2 separate regions of the Mus musculus genome follow, and region 1 is linked to region 2. Evidence: chromatin contacts called from public Hi-C data. All regions are on one chromosome and are shown on one strand. The core of a region is the stretch at or near the end of the contact, and the rest is flanking DNA. Distances in the headings are between cores, read along the strand shown.

Region 1 (5,858 bases), core at 2,924-5,423, 59 kb before region 2:
CAACTTCAGCAGTTTTCAGGCAGTTTAAAAAGACATATTCAGATTCACATAACACTTCCATCCAGTCTGATGCCTTAGAAGTCAGACAGCCGACAGTTAAATCAAGGTATCAATTTTAGTTGGAAAACAGAAACTTCCTTAAATATTCTGTCTTTTATCTTCAAGTTCAGGAGGAAGATTCTAATAGAAAAGGCAACCCTTTTTTTTTTTGGATGAAACTCTTTATAAAAGACTCAGGTCAAATGTTATGAAAAATTTAAATTGTGGAATAGAGAATTACCAAGAACTTTGATGTAACAGGGATTTGCAGAGTTGAAGATTTTCATCAAATTATCACTATTTTGGATTTTAAGATGCTGTTTTTCTGCTGCCACATGGGGGCGCCACTACAGCTGGGGAGCAGAGATTTCTGCCTTGGACTGTCAGCAAGGGTCTTTTAGCTGCCTGTGGTCTTCAGAAAAGGATTGCAGGCCTAAGCACGCCAGTCTTTTTGACTACCAGTGTAGCGGCTTGCTTGGTTTACAGTCTCCTGTGCATTAGCCAGTACAGTTCTTACAATGTCATTTTCCTCCTTAAATTTTTAAGTTGAATTTTTTTCGTGTGTGTATGTATGTGTGTGTTCATGTTCATGTGAACATGTGTGTGCATGTGTGTGGAGGCCAGAGGTTTACTTTAGGCACTGTTCTTCAAACACGATTCACCTATTTTTTATTTATTTATTTATTTATTTATTTATTTATTTTTATTTTTTGGAGAATGTTTCTCATTGCCCAAGAGCTTGCCAAGTAAGAGGCCAGGCTGAATGGCCAGACAGGCCCTGAACTTCCTCACCTCTGCTTCTTCAGTATTGTAATTTGCAAGTATGTGCTACTATGCCCAGCTAAAATAGGTCCTGGGGATCCAACTTAGGTCTTAGTGTTTGCAAAGTAGGCCACATTACTGATTGAGCTTGTCTCCCCAGCTCAAATTTTGTTTGTCTTTCATGGAGAAGATTAAAAACCTCTTGGCAAAATGAGGAAATTAGCTCCCGAGGGCTGAAAGGTACTTCCTCGAGCCCTCTGATATTAACACATCAAGAAACTGAGTTGATTAAGTAAGTGGAATAGGATCACAAAAGGTTGGGAGGGTTGAGTGGGGACGTAGCTCTTTCTTCTGAGCCACACAGTTTCTGGACATGAAGAAGCTAATCACACTTTCAGAGATGGAGTATGCAAGGGCACTCAAGTTGTGCATGTTCATGCAAATCAGTGTGGGGACAAAAGGCAGTGCAAGTTTAAACAACCAAGGAGCACAGACCATCGCTCCCTGCAAGACAGTTCATTTTGATTATCGACAGGATCGGAGTGTAGATTTGATTAAAATCAACTTCTGGTGGACTTCATGACTTTTAAACATTCAGATTATATTCGCTTTTACAAGTCCCCAGACCTAATATGGACAACATTTTAATGACATTTATTAGTTAAAGAAAAAAAAAAACCAGCATGACTTTCTCACAACAAATAAATGGTTCTTGCTAAGTGTCAGACACTGAGAAGGTGCCTCCCTTGTGAAGAACACAGCCTGATTGTAGCATCACAGTAGCCAAACCTTTCTCTAATCAAGGGACTTAAATGCTAATGACAACTTTTAAACCAAGTGTTTGTGGTTAATTCCTTCAATATTCCTCTTAGGTTCACAACCTGAAACTTTGCCTGTTCTCTGCTGGTTTTGGTTTGCAGTAGGGTGAACATTTTCTTGGAAGATAATATAAAACTTTATTCCACCAATGCATCTTTCTCGGGTTCTTTACACTTTCAGACGTCACAAAAGGAGAAAAAATTCACTTTATATTAACAGGAGAGAAACACATATTTACTTACTTGATCTTTGATACTCAGTTTATTGGGTAAAGCCACACAAAACGGGAATCAATAAGCTAATAAGTTGTGCCCACTTCATGTTAATAAACTTGAATTTGCTTCATTTGTGTCTCAAAAACAATCCATTTGCTAATTTAATCAGTCAGGACAAACATTTCTAATCAGTAAGTGATCTGCTTTTTTTTTCCTCTTTTCTTTCTTTTCTTTTCTTTTCTTTTCTTTTCCTTTCCTTTCCTTTCCTTTCCTTTCCTTTCCTTTCCTTTCCTTTCCTTTCCTTTCTTTTCTTTTCTTTTCTTTTCTTTTCTTTTCTTTTCTTTTCTTTTCATTGCAATGGTTTTGAGAGTTACCTAACAGTAATCTTCATGAGTTCTTGGAAAGTAATGGCCTTGTAGCCTGCACGACTAACATCACGTTAGAGACAGAAAGCCTCAGAGACCCCCTAAGAAGGTTGTTTCTTCATTAGGCAGGGGGTGCTTAGACTCGCAGGACTCACTCTAGAAGCTGCTAGCTATCTGTGTCCCTTAGGCCAGGGTTCCTGAATGTCTAGACCAGAGCCCTGAAGTACTAAAGAATATGGTGTACTCTTGGAGTCTCAGGTGCTCTTTTGCCTTGCTAAACCGTATTTCCTAACTTTGGGGAAACAATCTAACCCCTCAGCTCTCAGCTCCTAAAATGCACATAGCCAGACCCATATGAAAAAAAAAAAAAAAAAAAAAAAAAAGCAAGAACAAAGATGGTTCAAAACAGAGCAGAAAAAAGTAACTGGGACAGAATGTGGCATTTCCCCTGGTCTGTTGCTGGCGGCCCACATACAACATGCTTAAAAATACCCACCCTGGCACCCATCTTCCTTATTTATGATGATGCAAGTGGACATTTAGAAAGCATGGTATTGAGCAAGTACCCTAGCTAGGGATGAAGGGAAAAGAACTTCTGCAAGCAAGACTCCCAGTTTAAAGTTGATGTTGTGTAACTGAGCTCCTCTTATTGGCCAGGCTTTAACAATATCATTTTAAGCCTATTTTTCACTACCCCAAAGCTAATAGTCTCTCTCTTTCTCTCTCTCTCTCTCTCTCTCTCTCTCTCTCTCTCTCTCTCTCTCTGGAAAATAATGATGGTGATGATTTCTTAAATGCAATCTGGATTTAAACAAACAAAAGAAACATGTAAAGAGACATTTCTTCATTTTTTTTTAAATTGACTGAGCCAGTCATTAACTCTTTGTCGCCTTCGAGGCGGCTGTCTTTCTAAGCATTGTTTTAGTTACAACTCTATCAGCACATTTTGAAGTTTCGATAGCACACCCCCTCTACTCTAGTGGAGAGAACTCCAACAAACTCCTGAGAGTCCAAAGGCGGCCAGCAGGCTATATATGTCCTGTGCTTTGATGATTCTTGCTGTTAGCGTACACTGGGGGTTCATAACTGTTCTAATGAAGTTTAAACACTTTTCATGATGATACAGGGGAGTTGCAAAGAAGAATTGTGCCTAGGTGAAGTAAGACGCTGACAAGTCACGTGAGTATGGATTGATACACTGTCCTACTAATATCCAAAGTCATGGGGCCTCCACCCTCAGTTTTCCTTCCATTCGTTTCTGAATATTGTATTGTGGGCATCATGTTGTAATGCTTTCCCCAATCTCAGAATAAAATGCGTTCTATGGGGAATCCTTCTCTTGTCTTTAGTCTTTACTTACGGAGGAGGACTCTACTAGTTCATTGCTAGCCATTATTTCTGACTGCACACCTAGCTTCACTACACTGGTGTAATATATGCAGCCAGGCTTTGGAGAATTTATTTCAATTTACATACAGTCCTCTAAATCCTCTGGCGAGCTTGATGTGTGATCTGACACTGCCTCCCCAGCAGGCTCTGCCTTTGCTCTTGATGCTAATAGCCCAAGGCTCCAGTGGTCCCTCTGGGGAATCCGCAGTAGGGCTAAGGAGTCGGAAGAGGGGTGACTGCGGGGCTTGTTGCGCCGAAGATTTACAATGTACTCTTGCAGGCAGCTCAGCAACCCCCTCTGTGGCTGTGGGTGTCTGGTGTGACAGAGCGGAGAAAAGCTCTCTCTAATCTCCCAGTGCCTGCCTCTGTCGCTAAACCTCTCTCCTCCCTCCTGCCTTCCCTTCCTCCTCGCTTGCTCCCTCTCTCTGCTTCCCGTTTCTCCGGGAGTTTCAGTCCCTGAATGCAGCTGGAGTACCCTTGGCAAAATCTACACCCGGAGCCCGTGTACACACACACATACACGCACACGCGCGCACACACGCGCACACACATGCACACGCGTTGGCACACACGCACGCACTTCAGTTCTTCCCCCGGGGACGCGGCTCAGACCTTCATCTACCTGAAGTGGACACCCCGACCGGACACTTCTTCACTTGTCTTCTCTGGAGGGCAGAGCATCATCGGAACGCGGGAGGCTTGCTGCCCAGTCCGCAACCTCACGCCTTTTACCGCCACCACTGCTTAAAGTGTCCAGGGTGGAGAAGGCTTCTTCAGGACGGATGCTCCGCGGCCGTGGGACTTCCTCCGGCTAGCTTACTCCAGTCCTTTCCTCGGTCCTCTGGTCCATCCTCTCCTCTTCCACTGCGGGGTGGAAGGCTCCAGCGCCTTCCGGGCTGCCGCCGCTGCCACCGCCGCAACTGTTTTGGCGAGCACATCCCACCCAGAAGACGGAACAACGCTGCCAGAGTGCGGGGGGCTGGTGAAGCCCTAACTTGTCCCCCGACTCAGTCGCTCTCCCCAGCGCTCTCTGTCCTCTTGGCCGAGCCGAGGAGAGAGCAACCGCCGCCGCCACCCTGGTAGAGTGCGGCGCCCGGGAGGACAGGCGAGCCGCAGGCGCACAGGGGCGGGGGCGGCGTGTGCCCGGGCGCCCGGTGCTGGCCCGACGAGTAGCGCGCACCCGGCGAGCGACACGCTTCCCAAGTTGGGGCGCGTCCCAGAGCTGGTTGCCCGGCTATCCGCAGCTGTTGTCTGGAGAGAGGCGGGGCTGATGGGGGTCGTCTCGGTCGTCACTAGCCTCCAGAGTCTGTCTTGAGAGAATCTGAGCTGGCCTCCCTAGGGTCCCAGCCGGCGTCGCGCCCTCCGCCCGCGTGCGGTCTCCAATGACTGCGCTGGAGGTGGCCCGGGTGGCCCGCCCGCTAGGGGTGTCGGAGGGGGCGGGGGAAGAGGAGGAGGCGGTGTGATGGCCCTGGACGGCGAGAGGGGGGAGCAAGAGGAGGAGAAGAAAAAGAAGAAGAAGAAAAAGAAGAGGAAGAAGAAGGAGGAGGAGGGGGCAGAGAAGAGCAGTTCACCCTTTGCGGCCACCATGGGAGAAGACGACGCCGCGCTCCGGGCAAGCGGCAGGGGGCTCTCGGACCCGTGGGCTGACTCGGTGGGAGTGAGACCCCGCACCACGGAGCGCCACATCGCAGTGCACAAGAGGCTTGTGCTGGCCTTTGCCGTGTCCATCGTGGCACTGCTGGCTGTCACCATGCTGGCCGTCCTGCTCAGCTTGCGATTCGACGAGTGTGGAGCGAGCGCGGCGATGCCTGGCACCGACGGTGGCCTCGGGGGTTTCCCCGAGCGCGACAGCAACAGCAGCTTTCCAGGTTCTGCCCGGCGCAACCACCACGCGGGTGGGGAATCCTCTCAGCGTGAGAGCGGCGAGGTGGGCACCCCGGGGACCCCGTCTGCCCAGCCGCCGTCGGAGGAAGAGCGGGAGCAGTGGCAGCCCTGGACACAGCTGCGCCTATCCGGCCACCTCAAGCCGCTGCACTACAATTTGATGCTCACCGCTTTCATGGAGAACTTCACCTTCTCTGGGGAGGTCAACGTGGAGATCGCGTGCCGGAACGCCACCCGCTACGTGGTACTGCACGCCTCCCGAGTGGCGGTGGAGAAGGTGCAAGTAGCTGAAGACAGGGCGTTCGGGGCTGTCCCGGTTGCAGGCTTTTTCCTCTACCCACAAACGCAGGTCTTGGTGGTGGTATTGAACAGAACCCTGGACGCG
Region 2 (5,583 bases), core at 2,704-5,203:
AACAGAACACTGGAATGAATGTCTTGTACATGACTGTTACCGTGTACTAATTGGCCAGTCTCTGCATATCTCACCTTTCTCTTCCCCAACCCAGTCCCTGGTAGCCACTACTGGACTCTTTATGTACATGAGATCAACTTCTCATCTACATAAGTCTTTTTCATCTTGATCATCACTCACAAAATTGTTAATGTCATTCTTGAGGTAGGTGATGTTATGAATAAACTGCATAGAGTCAACCAGAAAAGCCCAGATATTGTAAGGGGTGAACATAACCTCTGGCTGCTTTATGTTTATGAACAAATAGCCTAACATTATTTTTAAATGAATACTTATATGACGCAAAACTGAAATACATTGACTTCTCATCAAAAGAAAGTTTAAAAAGGTTTAGATTGAATAAAACTTCTGCCATCATTGTCCCCATCCATTCCAAAAAAGTATACTTTGACACTAAAAAATTAAGCAAGTACATCCTCAGAGTGCAGGTAAGTCTCTATATTGAACAAATTGAGCTCTGCCCAGATTCACTTCTTTGTCCTTAAGTTTCTTATTTTATTCAAACGATGAGCAATTTGATAACTAGTGGTGGCCAACTTTAGATCATTTGCTCAGGAACTTCAAGGTTGGATGATTTCACAACCATTTCTGTATCTGTCTCTGTCTCTGTCTCTGTCTCTGTCTCTGTCTCTGTCTCTGTCTCTGTCTCTGTCTCTGTCTCTGTCTCTGTCTCTGTCTCATCTGTATCTGTATCTGTATCTGTATCTATCTGTATCATCTCTTTATCTCTCTCTCAATCTCTCTCTCCCCCCCCTCTCTCACTGTCTCTAAGTTCTAAAGTTCCTGAAGTGTTTTTTCTTCCCTTCCTTTACAGGGCACCTTTATAGGGCAGAAGAAGAAATAATGTCTATCATTTTACAGGATTAAAAAAAAATCCTGTGAGGTATTTTTATCATATTGTTCTTTCACAAAAAACAAGCGTGCTTCAGAAAATGTTTTGAACTGACATATCCAGAAAGGAAGAAGGCATGGAGGTTGGAAACACAGAACGAGATCTCCAATTAGTGAGAATAAAGGCCAGATGAAGCAGCCTTACCCTTTTCCCTTAAGAAACTGTAAGACTTCTGAGAAAACGAGGTAGAACGGAAAGACCTGGGGTTTTGACCAGGGATAAAAACACAGGGAAGATTTCTTAAGTCAGTAAGTGTTGGCTGGGGGAAGTAAGTGAAGGAATGAATGATTGTCCTTTGTATATCATTAAATCTCCCTTTTTATTAACATACTTATGGTTAGCTGCACTGCAGGACCACTGTACTTGAACGGACCATCCAGCTGGATACACGGACTCCTCAGAGCATCCGTAGGCACTGCTTCTCAGAGTTCATCCCTGTGTTCATAATGACATGGCCAGTAGAATAAAATGTCTAACACCATAATAAAGAGATGCCGCATAACATTTTAGAGATAAGTTTTTCTGCTTGTAGACTTGAATATTAAAAAAAAAGAATTCCTTTGAAGCTCCTTAAATCACAGATGAAACTAGTTCTTAGGAGTTTCTCTCTTTTGAGGGATTAATTTTGAAAGCAGAAAAAGGAGATGCAGCATAAGTTAACACCTGGGCTGTTTGATTACAGGTCACACTGTAAACGGAAGAGAAAGGAGCCTTGGCTTTCAAAGATTGTTTTGGGAATTTGTTCAGCTTAGGCTTCTCTTTGTCCCTTGACTCACACACATTTCATCCTCGGTTTTCTTGCTGGAAAAGTGGCAAGGGACAGTAGGCCAGTTGTTGTTGGTGTCCTTTGCTTAGCCCTCAGCAGATCAGTGTCTATCACTCAGAATGGTAGGCATTGGCGTGCTTTTATGTTGTTTGGGCACATCAGCCAGAGAAACCTGGCACAGTAGGTCTAAGTCAAGTTAGGTTATGAATTGTATTGACCAAAGTTAAAATACTCAAATCTGAGGCCCCAAGAGTCCTTTATCAATTGGATGCCAGTTTGTCTATCCTACCTATTGCTGGGTATTGATAACACAGTGAGGTTACATTCTGCAAAGGCTCTTGTGCAGAGGGGCAGACTGGTTATTCAAGGGGAGTTGAATTAGAAGCCAACTGTTCCAGACACCTCATAAGCAATTGAGTAATTTGTAATCCATCTCTTTTGGGGGGTTATCACTTTACTGAAATTCAGTGGTTCAAATCTGTGCTTGATCTGCACTTTTTTACACAAACAATATTCACATTTTCTATTGTTCTCTTTGTACCCGATCTTAGCCAGAAGGCTGCCCTTTGAAACAGTTGATGATAAGCCTAAGGTGTAGTTAAAGGCATTTTCTTACACTGATGATTTAATTCTTCATGATCCTAGAAAAATAAAATAGGAGAGCAATATTTGCTTACAGGTTTTGAGGGATTTGATAAGAGCGTACAGAACATTGTTATTCTAGACATTTTTGATATTTTAGTACATTTCCACAATGGTTCATTTTAGAGAGAGAGAGAGAGAAAAAAATATAATGCACATGTATCCTAAGTGGATTAAGCCCAAAATTTTTTGCTGAAATGGTTTAATTTTATGTTGTGTGAAGTAACTTTGTAGGAGAAAAGTTTCTTTTCTGTTAACTTTCTTGCTGTGATGCTGGCTTTCCGCTCCTACAATTTTGAAGGCACATTGGTACAAACTCAAATAAATAGTTGATTGATTGTTTACATATATCAAGGGCCTTATCTTTACAGGTAAATCAGACTAGCTTCTGTTTAATAACTTATCCTCTATGAATTCTTATGATAGAAATCCTTCCTTCTCTGGTTCCTCTGATGTCACCAGAACACATACATAGCAAAGACAAAAAGGACATTAAAGTTTTATAAAGTTATTAATTTTATCACAAATACTTGTATATAAGCAGCCATGTTCATTACCTTTGCTGTGAGTTTCGAGTTCTAGCTAGCAATACCCAGCATAGAGTGGGATGTATAGGAGGTATATAAGAAAACTGATGATCATTGGGCTGGAGATATTGCTCAGTTAGTGGTGTGCTTGCCTAGCATGCATCAGGCCCTTGTTTCAATATCCAGCTTTGTGCAGACTTGGGAGGCTAATAAACAATTGTAATCTCGGCACAGGAAGTAGAAGCAGGAGGTTAAGGGTTTCGGGTCATCCTTGGCTACATAATGAGTTTGAGGCTAGCCTTGGCTCACAAACAAACAAAAAACAAAACAAAACAAAACAGTGATTATTTTTGTGTAGTTATTACAAAATCTAGGGTTTTATGGAAGAATTAGTAGTTCTTACTTTTGGACAATAAATACACAGTAGTAGGGATAGAGTTTATCTACTTCAGATAAACCAGCCCTTAAATATTGACATAACTAAAATACCACTTGGCAATTAAAAACATTACAGGATGTAAGAATATCTCTCTGATCTTTGGAAATAAGAGCCATCATGTAATGATAATAAATGAGCCACTTTTGTACTTAATGTTAGTAAAGTAATACCTTTTTCTTCAAAGTCTATGAAGTCAGTGGTATGCAATGGTTTAAAAGCCAGAAATATGTTTTATTAAAAAGACATTAATATATTCGGTTTGGGGTGAAGTTTGTAATTCTAATTTTTGTTTGATGATGTCATGGCAGGCTTTAACAGCTGGTAAAGTCATGTATCTCTGTTCCAAAAAGGCTCAGTGGTGGGAAAGACTTGTTCTTTGATTATTCCTCCTTTCATTTGTAGAGTAAAAGAAGCTCTCTGGTCTTCCCCATGAAATGATGGTGAAGTCATCCTCTGCCAGCTCCCCAGAGACGAAACAGAGGTCCTGGCTCTTGAGACCCAAAAGAATCGTTTGCCCTGTCTTCCAACAGTTTGCTCTATGAATTCAAGCACACCCAGGACATGCCAGCACGTGGGGTGGGGAGAGGGAGGAGGAAACCAGAGGAGTGTGAGGGAGGATGGGAGATGAAAGCTGAAAGCTGGCTTCTCAGAAAGATAAATGGTTCTGTTGTCAATGTGAAGTTATGAACACGACAGCAGCCTGGGCTGTGTCCATTTTCCTCATTGCGCCCAGACCGAAACACTACTTTAAATAAAACATATTTCTTTTATTTCCCATTTCTTGCTTGCTAACTTAAAGATAAATTACTTGCTTGCAAGTGCAGTGAAAGGGAAATAAAATCAGTAACAGGCAGTGCCCAAAAATGCCCCAGCTGCTTAACGGTCTGGCCTTGAGCAATACACAGTTTTTATGGAAAAGTTTTACTGGTCTGCTGTTAAGGAAACAAAAGCAGCTCTTCACCTCCCCCACTCTCCAGACTCCAAATAAAATAAAATAAATAAAAGTAAAGGAAAAGAAATCGAAAGCCAAAAATCAAAGCGCAGGAAAGCCAAAGCAATTTGGAATGGCATGTTTTGACTGACCACAGCAAAAGATGACTGTTCGGAATGATCGGAGTTGGAGCTGTGTGGTGGCGCTCAGCTTAGAACGCTGCTCTTAGAGATGAGAAGGGCTTGAGGTCAGTCTTGTGTTGCCAGGGGTCAGTGGCCCATAATTAGGCTCCTGGGTCTTTTAGTTAGGTGTTTGGATAAGCAATTAAATATTTTCTGTGACCATTTGGGGCACCCTCAGAAGCTGACATCAGGCAGTTTTGCGACTGAAGAAATGAGAACGTTCAATACACATGGCAGGGGATTTTACTGTTAAAAGAACTAGGAAAGAAACCCTTTAGACTAGAAAGAAATCACATCTTCTTTACTGTAAGAACTACACAGTGGATGTGTCTTCCTGTGCTGGATACACAGCTCACAGGATTTTCATTCACAGCTCCTTTAATAACCAGAACAGGAATGACTTTTCAAATGGTTGCACACTGCACAGCAGAACCCATGGGAAAGCTTGTTTCAATACAGGTTTCCAGGCTGCGTTCGAGAAGTTTGGAACTAGGCCTGGGAATGCACGCTTGTACCGATGTCCCAGGTGATGCTGTGGCTGTCACTCTGAAGACCATGTGTTGAGAAGCACACTGAACCATCTCAAACTCTGGGGATGCAGGCTCTGAACATCTGATGCATGCCAGGCACTGCTCACATCTCTTATCTTTTTTATTCTTCATGTAGTTCTATTAAGCTTGTCACCCATTACCTTAGTGCAGAGGTGTGGGTTCCTGCAAGGCAAACGACTCATAGAGAGTTGTAGATATGACCAGTAATGGAACCAGGGGCAGAACTTGAATATATTGATTTCTCTAACCCATGTTCTCTCAAAGAACCTCACTGCTTCCCAGTGCCCGCCCTTTCATAGAGCTTGACTCAGTGGTTTGACCTGCCCTTGAGAACAAGTGGGAGAAGCTATGCAATAGGTCTGACTATTTTAACTTAGGAGAATGGTGCAAATACAAGGATACAGACTCTCTCGGTGAATTCTACCTCGACGAAAAGACATTTCGTTATCATGCTACCGCCGAGCTAATTATCTTCATTCTATAGCTCCTCACTTGTCATTTCCCCTTATTTCCAATACTGAAAATGAATGTGAGACAGAGACTTCTAAGAGAAAGTAGTATCAAGGACAGATGGCAAAGCTAGACAGGATTTC

What was found. Hi-C and Micro-C count contacts between places; a contact is called where the count stands out from the background.
Region 1: a Hi-C map of uterus shows a contact between it and region 2, with 1.8 times the contacts expected there. The contact joins the promoter of Trhde here to the enhancer-like site in region 2. A contact is called at or near these places in 4 of 39 promoter capture datasets (the 3T3-L1 cell line, hippocampal neurons and liver), 8 of 484 Hi-C or Micro-C datasets (cerebral cortex, liver and uterus), 2 of 115 datasets of contacts at active chromatin or transcription factors (fibro-adipogenic progenitors and neural progenitor cells) and 2 of 9 other capture datasets (adipose tissue and liver).

What each region holds. Positions count from the first base shown.
Region 1 is chr10:114,800,617-114,806,474 of GRCm38.p6, reverse strand. It overlaps Trhde (TRH-degrading enzyme), which reads left to right and starts at 4,173. Exons shown (of 19, transcript NM_146241.3): 1 at 4,173-5,858. The coding sequence starts at 5,052. Gm15723 (predicted gene 15723) reads right to left here and starts at 4,749. Exons shown (of 2, transcript NR_155864.1): 1 at 4,212-4,749.
Region 2 is chr10:114,741,876-114,747,458 of GRCm38.p6, reverse strand. All of the region lies in intron 2 of Trhde (TRH-degrading enzyme), which reads left to right. Gm40766 (a long non-coding RNA gene) reads left to right here. Exons shown (of 2, transcript XR_872046.1): 2 at 3,729-4,103. Among named protein-coding and RNA genes, the nearest start is that of Gm40766, 17 kb to the left of the region's middle. Within about 2 kb of position 3,953, at least 11 of the 459 cell types and tissues checked have an H3K27ac peak or open chromatin away from gene starts, as enhancers often do. A contact at or near this core is called in uterus, where this site is marked.